2 separate regions of the Mus musculus genome follow, and region 2 is linked to region 1. The links are chromatin contacts, called in public HiChIP or PLAC-seq maps. All regions are on one chromosome and are shown on one strand. The core of a region is the stretch at or near the end of the contact, and the rest is flanking DNA. Distances in the headings are between cores, read along the strand shown.

What was found. HiChIP or PLAC-seq counts read pairs in DNA pulled down with a chosen protein or histone mark.
Region 2: an H3K27ac HiChIP or PLAC-seq map of embryonic stem cells shows a contact between it and region 1, with 14 read pairs. The contact joins the enhancer-like site here to the promoter of Pm20d1 in region 1. A contact is called at or near these places in 1 of 39 promoter capture datasets (cranial neural crest), 5 of 484 Hi-C or Micro-C datasets (B cells, the G1E-ER4 cell line, bone marrow-derived macrophages and 2 more), 4 of 115 datasets of contacts at active chromatin or transcription factors (bone marrow-derived dendritic cells, bone marrow-derived macrophages and embryonic stem cells) and 3 of 9 other capture datasets (adipose tissue, liver and pancreatic islet).

What each region holds. Positions count from the first base shown.
Region 1 is chr1:131,793,636-131,799,366 of GRCm38.p6, reverse strand. It overlaps Pm20d1 (peptidase M20 domain containing 1), which reads right to left and starts at 1,972. Exons shown (of 13, transcript NM_178079.3): 1 at 1,781-1,972; 2 at 685-771. The coding sequence starts at 1,949.
Region 2 is chr1:131,886,428-131,892,630 of GRCm38.p6, reverse strand. No RefSeq gene overlaps it. Among named protein-coding and RNA genes, the nearest start is that of Nucks1, 21 kb to the left of the region's middle. Within about 2 kb of position 2,305, at least 8 of the 459 cell types and tissues checked have an H3K27ac peak or open chromatin away from gene starts, as enhancers often do. A contact at or near this core is called in embryonic stem cells, where this site is marked.

The DNA.
Region 1 (5,731 bases), core at 723-3,222:
AATTAACCACGGAGCCCTTATCTTTCCAGCACCTATAATATGAATACATTAATTGTCTATTTGTGTAATGATGAATACGTGGTTGTTTCCATTTTAGGTTATTATAAATGATGCTATCATTAAGAAAGAAAAGTGCATTCCACCCTGTGTTTTGTGGAGATAAAAATGGTTCTGTCCAGCCATACTTCTGTATGCAGGTATGGATGTTCTCAGGGCAGATTAGTCACATTACTGGCAGGCCTTAGGAGTGTGTTAATAATTACTGTAAATGGAGCCCACTAGACATAGTGCCTGCATGCCACATGTATGTGTATGGTAACAGGGGTGGAAGTGCTGGAACAGAGTTCTAGACATTTGCACAAGAGAGTGAATCCCTTGTGTTACCTGTTAATGGTAGAGTTCGTTAATTGATACATATTTAGGGAAAATGTAGGCGCGTCAAACCCCAAACCCACAGTTAGTTCCCAGTTTTAGTTCTTCAAAAGCTAACCTATAGTTCTCACTTTATACTCCACTGTGGAATATTTGGATTCACCCCTTTATATATCCTATGTACAAAGTAAAAGGCAACCCCAGAGCAGGTGACTGTCTTCTATTAATGGCAAAATATATTTCCTTATTGCCCATCAAGGACAAAGTCTCCAGTGTATGTCTGCCACCCTTAGCCCTTAGTTTGTAGCTGACCTTTGCGGATATATTCTCCAAACTCAGCAAGGGCTGTGGTGTTGGATTCCTCGTGGCTGAAAGACACTGTGGGAATCTGGATGGCACCTGTTGGGATTCAGTGGTCAGAGACAGACGATTAAGGTTGATAGAGGTTGAGTGTTTCTGATAAAAGTCTGAAACCATAGCTGAATGTGGTGGTGCACAGCTGTAATCCCAGAACTTTGGAGGAGGGAGGGAGGGAGACAGGGAGAAGAAGATGAAGAAGATGAAGAAAAGCGGAGGAGGAGGAAGAGGCGGCGGAGGAGGAGGAGGAAAAAAAAAGAAGAAAAAGAAGTAGTAGAAGAAAGAACAAGAAGGAAAGAAAGAGAAAGAGAAGAAGAAAAATAGACAGATGATGGCAACCAACCAGCTTGCAGAGGACTATTTGCCCAATGCTCTGGGAAAACTATTCCCAGGCATCTCACTTCACTATGTGCACAATCCATCTTCCACTAAGGGTTAGCATTTGATCACTGTGTTGACTTGCATATGTTTGTGTAGGCAGTTTTTTTTTTTAATGAATCCACTACTTAATGAACAGAAAAGAGAAGTTGACAAGGCGTCCGTCCCACCAGCCTGCACAAATGCTCTTTTCTCCTGAAAGTCCAATGAGTTAGTTGCCTTGTTAAGTCCGTTTTAGGGGAGAACTACTTACATATTACATACACCCCAGGAATAATTCATTCTCTTCAGAGCCAGCGAGTCCTACTGACTCTACAATGTTATCCAGAGCTTTGTCCTTGAGGGAGTCCTGGGGAAGATCATTTAACGAAGCCAAACAGTTTTGTTTTAAGGCACCGCAGAGATTGAAAAGGTTAAAAGATTTAGAGTTGAAAGTGCTACAAATACTTTTTGGAGGCAGACAGGGGTAGGGTGGATGCCAACAGTGCTGAGAGGAGAGAAGCTGGAGCCTCTAGGCTAGGCAAGGGATTACCGACGCAAGTGCTAGACCAGTGCACAGTGTCCCGAAAGCTTGCAGAACGCTGGCTGGGCCCGCCCGCGTCCCTCAGCAGAGGGAGGTAGGCCCTCTGGGACTGAGGGACTCAGATCTGAGAACAAGGGGGCGGAGGTTCACCTTTCAGCGCCTCTTTTATAGCGACACGCTCCTCCTCGCTGAACTGGGAAGGGATCCGGGACGCCCCCCGATTTTCCCTGCTTCTAGGGCCAGTGGATCCGGAGACCGTAGCGAAAAAGAGAAGGAGCACAGCTGCCCAGGCGGGCAAGCTAGCAAGTAGCTCAGCCATGTCTCTCCCCAAAAGCCACCAGTCGGGCTAGAGTTTGGACCTAATAGCCTAAAGCATGACTCGCTGCTGACCAATCATTGATTGACCTGGACAGCAACCAACCAATCAATCGAGCGACCCGCCCTTGAGTTGCTGCCCTCTAGACAAGGGTCAGGACTAGCCTGCTCTTGTTCTGGCATTTACTACATGAGAGCAAAGGTGTGTGTGTGTGTGTGTGTGTGTGTGTGTGTGTGTGTGTTATAGCTTTAATTTCATCATAAACTGCAACAGTGTGTCTGTTGATAGGTAGTGCTTTGACAAACCAGCCCCGACGAGTTTGCTCCTGTTTTGAACCTTTTCTTAGCATGCCAAGATGTGACCTTGTGTCCTTGGGAAAATGAATAGAAATATGTAGCAGTGGTGGTGGTGGGGGAACTGGAGGTAGCCATTAGAAAGTCCCAGACACCAGGGAAGCGAGAGGTTCCCAGGACCCAATGGATATGACATTAGCCGAAATATCCAACAAAAGGGAGATAGAACCTGTAGAGAACACCTCCAGTAGATAGGCGTGGCCCCCAATTGAGGGTTGGGGCCACTCACCCATCTCAAAAATTTTAATCCAGAATTGTTCCTGTCTAAAGGAAATACAGGGACAAAAAACGGAGCAGAGACTGAAGGAAAGGCCATCCAGAGACTGCCCTACCTAGGGATCCATCCCATCTGCAGACACTAAACTGGATACTATTGCTGATGCCAAGAAGCGCTTGCTGACAGGAACCTGGTATAGCTGTCCCCTGAGAGGTTCTGCTAATGCCTGACTAATAATACAGATGCAGATACTCAAAGTCAACCATTGGACTGAGCACAGGGGTCCCAGTAGAAGAGTTAGGGGAAGGACTGAAAGAGCTGAAGGGGATCGCAACCCTATAGGAAGAACAACAGTATCAACTAACTGGACCCCACCCCCCTTAGCTCCCAGAGACTAAACCACCAACTAAAGAGCCATGGAGGGGTCCAGAGGTCCCATGTAGCAGAGGATGACCTTGTCTGGCATCAATGGGAGGGGAGACCAGGCAAGGGGAGGGGCAACATTTGAAATTTGAAAATGTAAATAAATAAGATAACCAATTAAAAAAAAAGAACTAATCCAGTGCTACAGGTCCCTTCCCCAAAGCTTTGAGGGTTAAGCCTGCCTGCCCTGGGGGTTTTCCTTTTAAAGTCCAACAAACTGTCCCCCAGTTTCTGTTAGAGTGTATTCTTTGTCCTCAAGCTTCCATTTGTGATGGTTCTCAAATTCTTTTATTAACGACACCAAGAACCCCAAGAGGGGCTCTGATTTTTCGGGTGTAATATGATGGTCCTACTAGAACTCTGAAAATAGATCTTCCTTTTAATTCTTTAATTGACAGAGAAAACGAAACACAGTACTGTCCCTCTAGACAGGTTTCATTAGTACACTTTATTCATGTATATATTTTGATTAAATTTATTCCTAAGCTGTTCTTCTCGCTCTCTCTCTCTCTCTCTCTCTCTCTCTCTCTCACACACACACACACACACACACATCCACTGATAACCTCTTATCCCAACTAGTCTTTGTCTGGTGTGTGTGTGTGCACATGCGTGTGCACGCTCTCGTGTGTGCATGTATGTGTTCTAGTGAGTTTAGTAAGGGCTACATCCAAATGTGGCAGGCGTGCATTCTGCAATAATCCTGCCCATGCACCTCCCACCCACATGTGATCAAGCACATTGGGTGCAGTTGGGCCAAACTAACCAGTTTAGGGGAGTGAGAACATGGACACTAGCCTCCAGCATTTTCAGAAGCATCTCTCCCGGGGCAAGGGTCATACAGGTTAGAGGCATTTTTTGCTTTATGGACCGCTTAGACACAATCATTAAAACAACTGGTTCTCACATCCCCCCCCCCCCCATGGAGTTGTATCCTGAGTCAAATCCTTGACTTCCATGTGGGCACCTGTTTATATTGGGATCTAATAACCATTAGCTTAGTGGTAGGGTTTAATCCAGTTAAGACATGAATGATGCAAGAGCCAAAACAGCACTTAAAACAGAGCCAGAAGGATCAAAGGTCCTGCGATGGCTGACATCCATTCCTACCTAGGAAGAGCCTGGAGATGAGACTGAGTGGCAAGTCATTTATTTCATCTCAGCCACCCCCCTCCTTCTTGCAATGCTTTCTTAATACAGTCAGATTATTTCTAATGTTTCCTGAGTGATTCATATAGAAACAACGTTCTTTTCTTATAGACACAAAATACCTCCTTGTTCTGCATAAAGCAGGTCAACTGCCTTGCCATACTGTAGAATTATTTCAGCTAATGAGTCTACCTGTTGATAGATCTGGGCCTATTGGGTTTTCCGCAGGCACCTTTCCTGGTATGCCGATGGGTACTATAGGTAGTCATTTTGTCCTTTATGCTAAGGAGCTTTCTTTTGACCTAGTTATTTTAGCTAGTTAAAGATATGGGGCAATATATGGCTCTTAGATACTGCTGATCTTTCCCAGGAGGACTGAAAGGCTGGGTTAAAAGCGGGGAGGGGATTCAGGCAACGGGGCATTCATCAGAAGCAGCTGGTTAGCTGACCCAGCTGAGGAGACAGGGAGCAATCACACGAGCCAGACTGGTTCACAATTAGCTTTCAGCAAATCCAGAGCTCACAGCTGTTTATAGTCAGCAGCTGATTCCTCTCCATTAGCCTGAACCAAAAAGGCTTGGATGGTTAGACATCAGGAAGAATTGTGCAATGGAGAGAAAGGAAAGTTTGGGATTTCACTGTCTTTTCTAAACCTTGGAGATCTTGAAGCAAGAGAGAGATATGAGCTATATACATTAAAATGTCCCGTAAGTATTTAAAATCTGCTTTTTAAAAGAAATCCAGTTTAAAAAAAATTTAAATGCTTTGTAAAATTTGAAAAGAAAAGAAACATTAAGTTCCTTTTTTTTTTTTTTTGCTAACTGCTTCTGGGCCTTCACTCCATAGAAGAAAATTTGTTTTTCCTTTGCCAGCAGGGATCAGTTACAAGGTTTTTGTTTAGGAGTGGGACCCTCTGTCCACTAACCCCTCTCAGTACTGGGATCCTGTCTGGCTTGATAAGAAAGAAAGAAAGAAAGAAAGAAAGAAAGAAAGAACGAACTAAACAAAGATCACCACATAGCCTAGCTAAGCCACTCTGAGTATTTATGTGGAGGACTCAAGTCAACAGATTACAGAGACACTGCAAAGCCAAAGTTATGTTTTAAGTTTTTAAAGATTTATTTATTTAATTTATGTGACTACACTATAGCTGTTTTCAGACACACCAGAAGAGGAAATCGGATCCCATTACAGATGGTTGTGAGCCACCATATGGTTGCTTTGAATTGAACTCAGGACCTCTGGAAGAACAGTCAGTGCTCTTAACCACTGAGCCATCTCTCCAGCCCCCAGTGTTTTAAGTTTTAATTACTGTACCTAAGATCCATGAAACAAAAATGCCTCTAACTTGTAAAACCCTTGTTCAAGGACAGATACTTCCTATTGGAGTAATGTATCTCTGTCCTTCCTTACCTGCTTAAGGCACCTTCTGATTGATTAAGATAAAACACCTATGGCCTACATCAAAAGGCAGACTAGTAAGGTGGGACATCCAGTAGAGAAAAGAACTCTGGGAAAGAGTCAGAGGAGGGCAATTCACCAGCCAGACATGAAGAAAGTTGGATGTATGAAACTGAGGAGAGGTAAGTAAACAACCACATGGCAGAACTTAGATTAGTCTAAACAAAATAATTGAGTTAAGA
Region 2 (6,203 bases), core at 1,056-3,555, 93 kb before region 1:
GAGAGAAAATTCACCAAGAAAAGAGCAAAAATGAACAAACAAACAAACAAGGAAACCAAACACTACAGAGATAGATGTCTTCGTGATTACTACATTATTGCTTATTGGCTGACCTTGAGATGGGAGAAATGACTTTGCTTATTCAAGGGGTTCCTGAGCAACCCCAAGGGTCCTTGACTGTAGAAAAAAAGGCAAAAAAGGTTGGAGTGATGAGCTTCAAGAAAAAAAATGATCCACTCTTTCTAGATTTGAGGAAGAATGGAGGAGCTCACGAGGCAAGGAATGGGAGCAGTCCCCAGAAGCTAGAAAATTCAGAAAACACATACATAAAAAAATCCCTCCACAAATATATGTATGTGCATGTACATGTATAGTATATGTTTATGTATATATATATATATATATATATATATATGTATTGTATATGTGTATGTATATGTATGATATATGCATATGTATATGTTTTGTTTCCTCTAAAAGCCATCAGCCTGGCCCATACCTTAATGTAAGCCTAATGGACTTCATACAACCAAAACCGTGGGCTAATACATTTGTCACTTTGACATTTTAGCCTTTTTAAGGAAGTTATGATTGTGGATTCTTTGTTTCAGTCAGAAAAACAAACCCCTCTGTAGTCCAACTGCTTCAGTGTTATGTGTATCGTCCCCCCCACCCCCCCCCATACTCTGTATGTGTGTTACAGAGATTTGAACCCAGGATCTTGTATAAACACTCTTCATTTGTTTTAAATCCTTAGACTTTTAAAAAAAGATCCTTAGATCCAACTCCAATTTTTTTTTAAAGGTTTATTATTCCTTTTTCTTTCATTGAGACAGGATCTCAATGGTAGTCCATGTGATCCTGAAACTCATTTCATGGCCCAGGTTTGTCTTGAAGTTGAGGCAATCATCCTGCTGAAAAGTCAGCTCAGGAACTCTGGGAAGGTCAGGACACACTAGCCCCTTGAAGGGAGAGGCGAATTAACATTTTTCAGACCACAGGGCAGGAACCGACCTGCGGGTGGGAACACATTCTGTAGGATGGACTGTTGCCTACCTCCAGACAATGGAAGTCCTTGTCACCTTATTCCCTAGAGACCAATCAGTTTAAAGGGTGCACTGTTCTGTGCACAGTTGCTGATTCTCTATACTGTCCCCCCGGAAACCATATAAAAACTCACTGAATGGTTACTGGGGGTCGCAGCCTCTCCTTCAGGTCTGGGAATACCCCAGTGCTTTGGAAAAATAAATTCCTCTTGTTTTTTTGCATCAATCCCTGATCCACGTGGCTCACTCAGGGGGTCCCTGGTAAGCTAAGGCTCCCTTGAGTCTTACACTGTCTCAGCCTCTCAAGTGCTAGGATGCAGGTATGAAGACACCAATTTTCTTTTTTTTTAAATCTTGAGACAGTTTTGATAATTTGTGAAGGATAATCTTGAATTCACTCTGTAGACAAGGAAGGAAGGTCTTGAACCAGGGATCTTCCTGCCTCAGTTTACCAAGTAGCTGGAATTACTGGCTGTTTGGTTTCAGACCTGTGGACAAGGGACCAAGGTGCATATTTTACACATCAAAACAGGCTGGGCCTACAGGTTCTCCCAGCATCCTTCAGTCCTTACCTGACATACCCTGTCCCCAGTCCTTACTTTTCCTGCCCAGGGGTTGGGCTGCCTTTCCCCCAAAGATCTTCCCTATATAATCCAGACATTTTGGGCTCCCTACTCTTCTCTGTGTCCCGAAGCTCTTTCTGTCTCTATTCTCTCATGCCCCCTCCATGGTGACTTCCTTGGCCTAGGTCCCTGGGGCCAGTGAACTTGCCCTAGAGCAGCTTTCCAATAAACCTGCCTATATAATTTAATCTGGCTTGAATTGGCTCATTTCACCGGTGAAGCAATAACTCATCACTGTTCTGTACCACCAGCCCTAGTTTTGACATGACTTATACAACTCCTTTGTTTGAGCCTGCTGCTAACTTCATCCTTCCATTTCTACTCCTGCAGTGGTCTGTGTCCCTCTGAAGGTCACATCTTGAAATTTCCTGTGTGTTGGTATTAAGAGGTGGAGCGTTAGAGGGGTGACTAGGTCATAAGGGTGGAGTCCTACGAAAGAGATTATTGCACTTTAAAAGATTAGGGAAATGGCCCAGTAGGAGAAGCAGTTGGTATGTAAACATGGGGAACTGAATTTGAATGCCCAGAACCAATATCAAAACTGAGCACAATAGTACTTATCTGTACTCCCAGTGCTCCCAGGGAAAGATGGGAAAAAAAAACAAGAGAATCCTTGAAAGCTAGTTAAGTTTTATAGCCTGACACACCCAGTGGCAAACAACAAAGAGACCCTATTTCAAACAACACCCAAAGCAAGGACCAACACCCAAGGTCGTCCTCTGTCAAATGTAGGCCGCGGTACACCGGTCCCCCCTCCCCCCCCAAAGTTACAAAGTCACAAGTACCTAGCACCTGGGACAAGGTGGATATACCACTATTGGTTAAGTAATTGACCTAAGCAATGTAGTAATCATCTTTTTAACCTAATTAGTACCTCCCTACACAGAAACCATTTAGACAATGGTATAAGACTTCTAAGCTTGCTGGGCAGTGGTGGCACATACTTTTAATCCCAGCACTTGAGAGACAGAGGCAGGAGGATTTCTGAGTTCGAGGCCAGCCTGGTCTACAGAGTGAGTTCCAGGACAGCCAGGGCTACACAGAGAAACCCTGTCTCGAAAACAAACAAACAAACAAACAAACAAACACCTTCTAAACTCCCTTTCCTCCCAACCTGAAATCCTAACTCAGCTCTTTCTGAATTTTTATTCATCTCAAATCCTACCTTGAAAATTGTCTTGCTGGTGGGTGATGTTCACCTGCAATCTCAGCTCCCAGGGGCGGGTGTGTGTGTGTGTGTGTGTGTGTGTGTAAGTAGGAGCATTGGAGCAATGGGAGGTGGAAGCACGAGCATTGGGGGCAGTTCAGTGTAAACGGAGGTATCAGTTGCATCACTGGGACTATTAAATAGTACGGTTTTATACTTTCCTTCTTTTTTAGCACTTTAGATCAAAGCCTAAGTATTACATGAATGGTAAGTGCTCTACCACTAAGGCACATCTCCAGTCCCATCTTCATTTTCCATAGTGACTAGCTTTTAATTTTCTTTCACTATAAAAATATAGAAGTAATTAAGGTTGTAGCTCGGGTTAGTAGAGTGCTTGCCTGGGATTGATCCCAGCACTGCATAAACTGGGCTTAGTCATGTGTGCCTGTGATTCTAGCACTAGGGAGGCAGACACAGGACAACCAGAAATTCAAGGCCATCCTTACTACATAGGGAGTCTGAGGTAAGCTTGGGCTACCTGACACCTTCCCTCAATTTTATACACACAGGAAAGAACCCCGTCATTCGCTCTCTCTCTCATATATATATATATATATATATATATATATATATATATATATATGTCACTGTCTTCAAACACACCAGAAGAGGGTATCAGACCCCATTACAGATGATTGTGAGCCACCATGTGATTGCTAGGAATTGAACTCAGGACCTCTGGAAGAGCAGTCAGTCAGCAGCATCTCTCCAGCCCCTCTTTTTACATTTTATTTAGATCTTTTATTCCATTCATTGTTCATATAAACAAGGTTTAATGTCTGACACATGCTTTGTAGGTATTAGATGCAAAGTCATTAAAACATAGGCCCTTCTTGCTGGGTATGGTGGCATATGCCTGTGATCCTAGCACTCAAGATCACAAGTTCCAGACCAGCCTGGGCCACATAGTGAGTTCTAGATCAGGCTGAACATCATAGCAAGACTCTGTCTCAGGAAAGATAGCTCAGTGGATAAAGAAAGACATTTGTCACCAAATCTGATGACCTGACTAGATTCCCGGGACTCACTCTAGAAGGACTACCCTGCAAGCTGTCCTCTGACTTTTACATACTCATAGGTATACACACACACACACATGAAATAAATAAGTAAATAGTTTTTTAAAAAAGGAAAACTATAGGGGGCTGGAGAGGTGGCTCAGCAGTTAAGAGCACTGGCTGCTCTTTCAGAGGTCCTGAGTTCAATTCCCAGCAACTACATGATGGCTCACAATCATCTGTAATGAGATCTGATGCTCTCTTCTGATGCATCTGAAAACAGCTACACTATACTAATATTAAATAAATAAATAAATAAATAGATAAATAAATAAATCTTAAACAAAAAAGGAAAACAATATATACATATGATATATGTATGATTTCTTCCCCAATGTAAGTCAGCCAATTAGAGCAAGAGAACTAAATTAGCAATTACACACACACACACAAAGAGAATATGTGATTTATAGTCACACCCCAGTTACCATTAGCTCCTACCAGCAAATGTTGGAAATTAGAATGACCGTTACCATCCCTGAATTTGCACATGACCTTGCGTATGATTTTTCTGTGTGTGAGTGTAAGTTGTACCATGGCACACATATGGAGGTCAGAGAACAACTCTTCGGGTTATTTCTCCATTCTCACCTCGAGGGACTGGGTCTCTGGTTTCTACTGCACTGCATATACTAGGCTAAGAGGCCTGGGAACTTCCAGCATCCTCTTCCTCCACTTTCTATCTCACTGTTAGAGTTCTGGAATTACAGACACACCATCATATCAGGCTTGTTGTATTCCAGGGAACTTGGGTCATCAGGCATGAATCAAGGATATTGTTATGATTCTCTAAAATTAATCCCTATGTTTGACGTGAGCCTTACAAAATCCACATAGAATTTATTATGAATTCATCAATACTGTCAAGTTTAGTAAGAAGGATAAATGCCAAGATTGTTTTTTAAATGTGTGAAGAACAATTAGAAATATCTTGCCTGAAGAGGCCAACTCATAGCTAAAGACATTGGTAGTCGGGCAACACATTATTGACCTTGTATGAGAATTAGCGTATTGAACACTCGTTCCAGAAACACCCTTATTTAAACCTTGGTTTTATTGAGCTTTCAAGTTAGAGAGGAAGCAACAGAGTATTTGATGAGCACTGTTGGGATAATCACCTGTTTGGGGGAAAGGATCTCATACTTGAATTGAGTAGCACTAGAGTGTAGCTCAGTCTAGAGCGTAGCTCAGTCTAGTCTAGAGCGTAGCTCAGTCTAGTCTAGAGCGTAGCTCAGTCTAGTCTAGAGTGTAGCTCAGTCTAGAGCACTTGCCAAGAGACCCTGGGTTTGATCTTTAGCATCACAAAATGAAACGCTGAGCCTCTCTTTCCTTGTTTATCTCTTTCTTACAGTCGCTGTGAAAATGAAAAACGGTCTGCATGAGGTGCTTCGGAGCATCTGTGACTTATAAACCCAGTTACCGTTAGCTTCCACCAGTAACAGTTGCAAATTAGTTACAATCCCTGACCTTTGTAAACAAGCAAATGAAACTCTGTTATTCACTACGTTTGATGGTGTCTCTCAGTACAACTGGCCACTGAAATATTGTACAAAATGCCTGTAGCACTTGCTATTCAGGCTGCAGCTGGTTTGCCACAAATTTCATAACTCACCTCTACATCACACATGGACACGTCCTTAAAAGCAATATATCTATCACAAACCAAGAGCTTCAAACCCCAAAGGACTCAGTTCTGTTTCTCTAAATGTCTGAGCTTAATTTCCAAAAAGGTTTTTTTTTTTTTTTTTTTTTTTTTTTTTTTTAGGCCAAATGTTTCCCAGAAACCTAAGTGACAGAGTAGAGCCGGGGAATGAGGAGACGTGAAGTTATGTCTTGGCTCAATTACAAATGCAACCAGCTGCCTTACAGTTAGTCAAATTTTTGAGACATTTGTTCCCTCAAGCATAAAATAGAAAGAATTGCTGCTTTTCTTATTCCAAAAGGCAGTATAAGAGGCTCACACACCTTGTGGATCTGAGTGAAAAAATTAGGTATCAGTACCCAGTTCTTCTGATTCATATCCCGATAAATCATAAACTCTCCTGACCCCTCCTCTTTCCATCCTCCTCTCGGTCTCTATCCAATGTAATGACTTGAACAGGAATTAAACTGGAATTGTGTGTGAAGGTATCAAAATACTACATGTTGTTCAGTAGGTATTAGAAAGAGCTTGTGGATAATTAATTTCAAGTCAACTTGGCTAAGTCAGGGTCCAGGTATTAGGCCAAAAGCTATGCTGGCATTTCCGTGAGTGTTTTGATGAGATCGC